Regions from separate parts of the Hordeum vulgare genome. Here region 1 is linked to region 2. The links are chromatin contacts, called in public Hi-C maps. All regions are on one chromosome and are shown on one strand. Each heading gives the region's core, a stretch centred on a gene start, on an enhancer-like site or on the middle of the called end of the contact. The rest is flanking DNA. Distances are from core to core; before and after follow the strand shown. Region 1 holds the start of LOC123401862 (L-aspartate oxidase, chloroplastic). Region 2 holds the start of LOC123401085 (synaptotagmin-5-like).

Region 1 (3,074 bases), core at 220-2,719, 130 kb before region 2:
GGGAAGATCACTGCAGGCTTCCCTCTGACTCTCCTCCAGGTATGGTTAGTCCTCTGTGTGAAGTGGCTCTCCTGCCTTGCAAGGGCGCTCTTGACAACAAGCTTGTGCAGCAGAAGAGGTTCCTCATTTCGCGGCCCTCGGTCCACACCATGGTTGGCTTCCAACCCCTCCTGAATAAGAATTCTTCCCATTCTGAATCTAGTTCACCAATCTTCCATTCTGCATTCTTCAGCTGCTTCTTTGACCGTACTATGCTGACATACTCGGATTGCAGCTCCATCCCTGTCTTGTTTGTCCTCTGATTGGTATCAGGCCGTTCACTGTCTCTAATGAACATAGAGAGCAGTGACAATCGCTCCACGATGAGATGAAATATGTAGAGTGGCCCATGAGATGGAGATATCTAGTCTGACGGTTGTTCATGCCCGTGAGATCATGATAGATTGTTGCTGAAGAACCGGATAAGATCTCAGCAGTGGCACAAAACCTACCTGCAAGGTTACAAATAGCTAATGACTATCAGCGTTTCTCAGTTGAAACTTGAGATGGCTATATATATAGTATATAAGCATACTAAAAATGATAGGGTAGTATATATACTACCACAAGGTAGTACATGAGACGTATGTGTAACTACATCCGGTCATAGGATGTATTTTTTATATATATATTTTTTCTATCTAGAAGCATAGCCTTTTTTTAAGAAAATGATGTAGAAGCATACGTGGAGAACTGTTGTCTAGATGTTTGAAAGGAAGACATGGACGACGGGAGTGCCAGGGACTTGCCGTTGTCTTGCTGGAGAAAAAAACCCAGGGTGGCTAGGGGTTTGCCGTCGGTGGGGGAGCATCGGGTGCCTAGATGTAGATGAGGGCGACTTCTAGAAGAGGATGAATCCTTCCCCCGCGCTTGGATTATAAAAGGACGTGTGTAAGCTCGTGGTGGGCGATCGCCGTTAATAAAGACGGCGCTGGCTTTGACTGGACGCCATGTGTGAATGGACGCGGACATGAAAAGGCTCGTCGCGTTCGCATCGACACATTTCAAGCATAATTTTAAATCAGAAATGGATCTGCTCGGACACGAAGCAGACGCATTTTGAGTTTGAGTTTCTGCGTTGGGCCATCGCTTTTATGCGCGTGGATTTATATGAACGTGGACAAACGATTTGGGTGCTGCGTTGGAGTTGTTCTTACTAAGATCACGAATTATTTATGAAGTAGGGTCAAATCATGCTAATCTTTCTTCTTTTTGTCGCACCCACACATCTCTCTTCTTGGCTGGGCCTGCGACGCAGCAGCCTGGTGGAAAAGCGCACCCGCTGGGCCCCGCGCGCCCCCGACGACCCGAGATTATTCCCAAACGGAAAAGGGATCGATCGGGACAGCAGTAGTCGACTCGAAAGAAGAAATCGAATCCGCACGACGCCGGCGGCGGCGATGAGACCACCACCACCACCATCACGATGCGGTGTGGCTCCTCGGGGTGCGAGGATTTTTCCTCGCCTTTTCCATTCCATTCCTTTTTCGTCCAATTCTTTCCCTTTCTCCCCTCCCTCCCTCCCTCCTCCCCTCTCGCCCGCGCTGCTGTTTCCCCCTCCTCCGCACGCGCACGCGCAAGCGCTGCCGCTCTCTCCCACCTCCGCCTCTCCGCTCCGCTCCTTGGGAGGGCCCAAAGGGCGTGCCCGCCGCGCTTAACCCCTACCCCGCCACCGCCTCCTTCTCCCCTCCCCGCCATTGGGAGCACCAGCGTCGGCCGGCGCCCCTGCTCCTCCCCACCAACCGCGCGATCAGATCTTTCTAAAGGTACCGTTTTCCATGGCAGAAGAAACGGCTCCCTAGATCTTGCGGAATTTTTATGGCTACCCTACCATGCCAAGATCTCGTGGATTTCTTAATGGACCGATCCATGTGCTTCTTCTTTCTGTCTCTGCAGAGCCGGCGCCAGGATGGCCAAACTAATGGGCGGCTCTGCTGGCCTCCACCATGTGCATGTGCAGGGAGCACACATGCAGGCGTCTCGCCCGCCTTCTCTCTCCTTCAGAGCCTGCGCCCAGCTCGAGATCTCCAGGTGAAGTTGCAGCCCTCTTTCTCGCAGGGTCTGAAATACTCTCATCTGTGCATGTCTCAACAAATGGCCGTCAGTCAAACTAAGCCAGCCACAAATGTTTACTGCAATAATAACCGCAATAATAAGTAAGTCCATGGCCTGCCGTCGCCTAAATTGTAAGCATATAGGACCTGGGGTCATGTCATGCCTGCATGATCATTCAGTTGGTGAGATAGGTATTCACCTTCTTGATTCCCCATCTTTCTTTTTCGATGATTTTTTTTGAAGGTTAAATATATTTTCTAATGGATCCATCTAAGAAACTGAAAACCTGTTAAAAACCTTACCAGTTGGTTGCTGTTGGTTACCTGTTGAAATCGCAAGCTTTGGTGATAAATCCTGAAATGCCGGTCTTCATTGTTTAAGCTGATGACACCATGTTGGCTATGCTGCAGATTTTGCACTACCCCTCGTTTCATGTCCGTGAAGGCTCTCAGTGCTTCGCAACAGCATACGAGGCACAGGTTCAGCTCCATCAGAGCCTCTGCCCTCCCATGCATGCAGGATGACACCACGAGATACTTTGATTTCGTGGTCATCGGCAGTGGTGTCGCTGGCCTAAGGTATGCGCTAGAAGTCTCGAAGCACGGCTCTGTTGCTATCATCACCAAAGCAGAGCCTCATGAGAGCAACACCAACTACGCGCAAGGCGGCGTCAGTGCCGTTCTGTGCCCCAAGGATTCCGTAGAAAGCCATATGCAAGATACTATTGTTGCAGGGGCTTATCTCTGCGATGAGGAGACCGTCAGGGTATGTTTAGCCTCTGCTGCGCCTGTCAGTAGTTGCTTCTTATTGATTCTTATCCTTGAGACATCTGTGTTGCCTTTCAGATAGTATGCACAGAAGGTCCTGAGCGTGTCAAGGAGCTAATAGCCATGGGTGCTTCATTTGACCATGGTGAAGATGGCAGGCTGCACCTCGCAAGGGAAGGTGGACATTCTCACAACAGAATCGTACATTCTGCT
Region 2 (3,182 bases), core at 237-2,736:
TGGCGTTTTTTTTAAGTCATAACTTTTGAACCGAGCGTCGGAATAACAATCCGTTTTCACTGCTGTGTTTCTTACGAAAAGCTCTTCAAAACTAGATCCCATATGGATAGGTATCGACGAACTTTTTTTGAGCAACTTTGTGTGCTAGATGAGGCAACTTTAGTGCTATAGCAAGCAACTCCTTCCCCCTTACTATGACTATCTATCAGCGAAGAATTCTTCTAAGTTGGTTACCACGACTAACAGTTGACTAGATTCACCTCTAAAAGCTTTACATAATTAAATAATGATGATCAGTTGCCTATGATTGATGCTCAGTTGCCAATAAATACTGTGAAATTGCTCAATTTTAATGCTCAGTTGTCTACAAAATATTATGAAATTGCTCAATTTTGATGTTCAGTTGCCTATTGTCGATGATCAATTGCCTATGATTGATGTTCAGTTGCTTGCCATTAATGCTCAGTTACCTGCTATTTGTGAATAGTTGCCATAATTGCATTCGAGTATCACAAAAAAGTAAGCAACTTTTAGTGTGTTTTTTGCGCAACTCTAGTGCATTCAACAAGCAACTCATGTGTATACACAAGATGCAATACATCTAGCATCAAAGTTGCTTCTGTTTAGCATTAAAGTTGCCTCGTCTAGCATCGAAGTTGCTTTAATTTTTTTTCTTTAAAACATATTCATATGGGATCTCGTTTTGAGGAGTTCGTCACGAGGAACCCAAGGGTGAAAACATATCATAATTTCTACACACGGTTTGATAGTTATAGCTTTTTGATTTTTTTCATACATGAATTATTGAACATCCAACGCATGCGAAGCCGAGCATGCACATCCGACACATAATATAACCATTTCAGTTTAAAAATAGCTGACCAAATTTATCATTTGGTTGCTAAAGGGTGAATTTATTTAACCTTCTAGTCATGATAGATAATTTTAAAAGAATTTTCGTTGATAGACGATCATACTACGCACACTAATAATAATTTGTTTTTCTTTAATGTTAAAGTTGTCTAAATATCATCTCACAATTGCTAAATTTTTTTTTAATCAAAATCTATATATATGGGATCTCTCATAAGATATGATACCACAGAAGAGGCGGCCGGATAACATTTTCATTGGAGAAGATATGATACCTTAGAAAGGAATATTTATTCCATGTAAATAACGATATAAACTAGTACTCTACTTGGTGGAATCTCTCAGAAGCTTGCCCGTGATCTTCACCACGTGGCCCTTCCATGAAACACGTGTCCCTCCGGCGGAACGATAGAAGCCACACGAAGCACAAGGAGGAGGCATCATCCGTTCCATTCCGTCCCCATCTGACCATCTCCAAGCAAGGAACCAAAACCAGACCCAGATTATTAAAGGGAACGCAGCAACGCAAATCTATCTACGTGCTTGGCACGTGCCCCCCACCGTGACCGACACCCTACGCGAAGCACATCCCAGAGCAGAAACGAACAGTTGTTGTCCACTAGAAAGGGAAACATAATTCAAGGCGGAAAGGGGGAGGGGGGCCGCACCCGCACCCGCACCCGCACTCCTCCGGTCCGGCGCACGCGCCTCCTCCGCATCGAGCACCACCCAACCCGCCGCACGCGCAGCTCCCGACCTCGACCGCGCGCCACGGCGGCGAGCCATGGCGTTCCTCTTCGGCGCCTTGCTGGGCCTGGTGCTCGGCGTCGGCGTCGTCATGGCGTTCGCGCGCCTCGAGAATTCCCGCGCCGAGCAGCGCCGCGAGCTGGTACGCCCCCCCTCCCCACTCCTCCCCGCTTCCAATTTTATTATCCCGTCTACGGTGATCCGATGCGATTCGGTTGGCCGCTGGGTTCGTCCGTCAATCCGTGCCCGTGCAGGCGCTCGAAATTAGGAAATGCTGGGTTAGGACCGCCGTGGATTGGAAAATCAATCAATTGCTATACATGTTCGGCGACGCGGGTTAATTGCGGAGGCATGGGCGATTCATTTATACGGGGCCATAATTGCTACTAGGCTTTGATCCTAATCACGCTTGTTGTTTCCCAGTTTGGGTGTATTTACGGCTGTCGTCAAGTGCTCCACCGTTCAGTCCAACTCAGTTGGGCATTTCGACGAGCAGTTGGCGCGTGTCTAGCAGCAGGAGGAGGACGCCGGCATGGAGGCCTCCGGCGAGGTGGCTCTGTTCCTTGCCGACCTCTCCGACCGTAAGACTGCTTGGCTCTATGGCTAGGTGACGCTAGCAGCAGGCAGCAGCTCCGTGTCTATGCGCTGCTGGCCAAATGTACAGCTCCGCCCCTGCCCTGCTGTGGTGCGAGCTCGCGTGTATGCCGAGGCCAATCCGCCTCTTGGGTTCGCGCCGCTGGCTGCACGCACAGCTCCGCCCCGGCACTGCTGCTCTCTCCGTGCCTCGGCTCCCGGGCACCTGTCAGCCTTTGTGTGCACCGCCGCGAGCCGCACAAATTCTACGCGATGGCCGATTCACGGGTTGAAGCCGTTGCTGGCAGCGCTATCCGACGAGCCAGGCAGCACGCCGGGGGAGGTGGTGGCCTGGTGGGGCACAGGGCATCGGCCAGCAGCCGTCAGCAGCGTGAGGTAACTTGGGGCGGTGTCGTGCGCGAGACTAAACATGAGGACAGGGTCCCATGGTGGCAGCGTCCATGCGCTTGGCCTCAAGTCACACCTTAGCCGCTAGGTGCTTCATCTTGGCTTGCATGAGGTGGTATTGCTTCTTCGACGCTAGGTGCTCCGCCTCCTCGGCTTGGGCTTCGAGCTTGGGTTCTCTTAGGCCGCAATGCAATGCAAGCCGTGTATCGGGCCTTGGCGGCACACACCTTCGTAGCGATCTGGGAGTGCAATTCCGCTGAGAGCCATGCGTACCATGTTACGGCACTCACGCACCATGGCGACGACGGAAGGCATGCTCTGACGGGGATGCTGACGCGGGTGGGGAGACGGGTGTGGACGAATGCGGAAAGAGAGAAAATGGGGGCTAGGGTTTGGGCATCGCCGTCCGGCTTTGAATAGCCGGGGGTAGGCTCCCTGGTTGCCGACGGCTGCCACACCATTATTCCAGGCGGGCAAACCACCGAGTTTCAATGGGACTGTTAGTTTTCCGTGGGTCCAGACTGTCAGTCCAATATGGTGGTCCGGACAAATTGCAGCAATTGAGACATTGGGGTTGGTAA

Evidence for each region. A called contact is a pair of places that touch in the nucleus more often than the background predicts.
Region 1: a contact with region 2 is called in a Hi-C map of seedling, with 4 times the contacts expected there. The contact joins the promoter of LOC123401862 here to the promoter of LOC123401085 in region 2. A contact is called at or near these places in 3 of 6 Hi-C or Micro-C datasets (leaf and seedling).

The regions. Positions count from the first base shown.
Region 1 is chr6H:42,486,828-42,489,901 of MorexV3_pseudomolecules_assembly, reverse strand. It overlaps LOC123401862 (L-aspartate oxidase, chloroplastic), which reads left to right and starts at 1,469. Exons shown (of 8, transcript XM_045095717.1): 1 at 1,469-1,805; 2 at 1,936-2,070; 3 at 2,505-2,859; 4 at 2,940-3,074. The coding sequence starts at 1,949.
Region 2 is chr6H:42,355,117-42,358,298 of MorexV3_pseudomolecules_assembly, reverse strand. It overlaps LOC123401085 (synaptotagmin-5-like), which reads left to right and starts at 1,486. Exons shown (of 13, transcript XM_045094803.1): 1 at 1,486-1,762. The coding sequence starts at 1,658.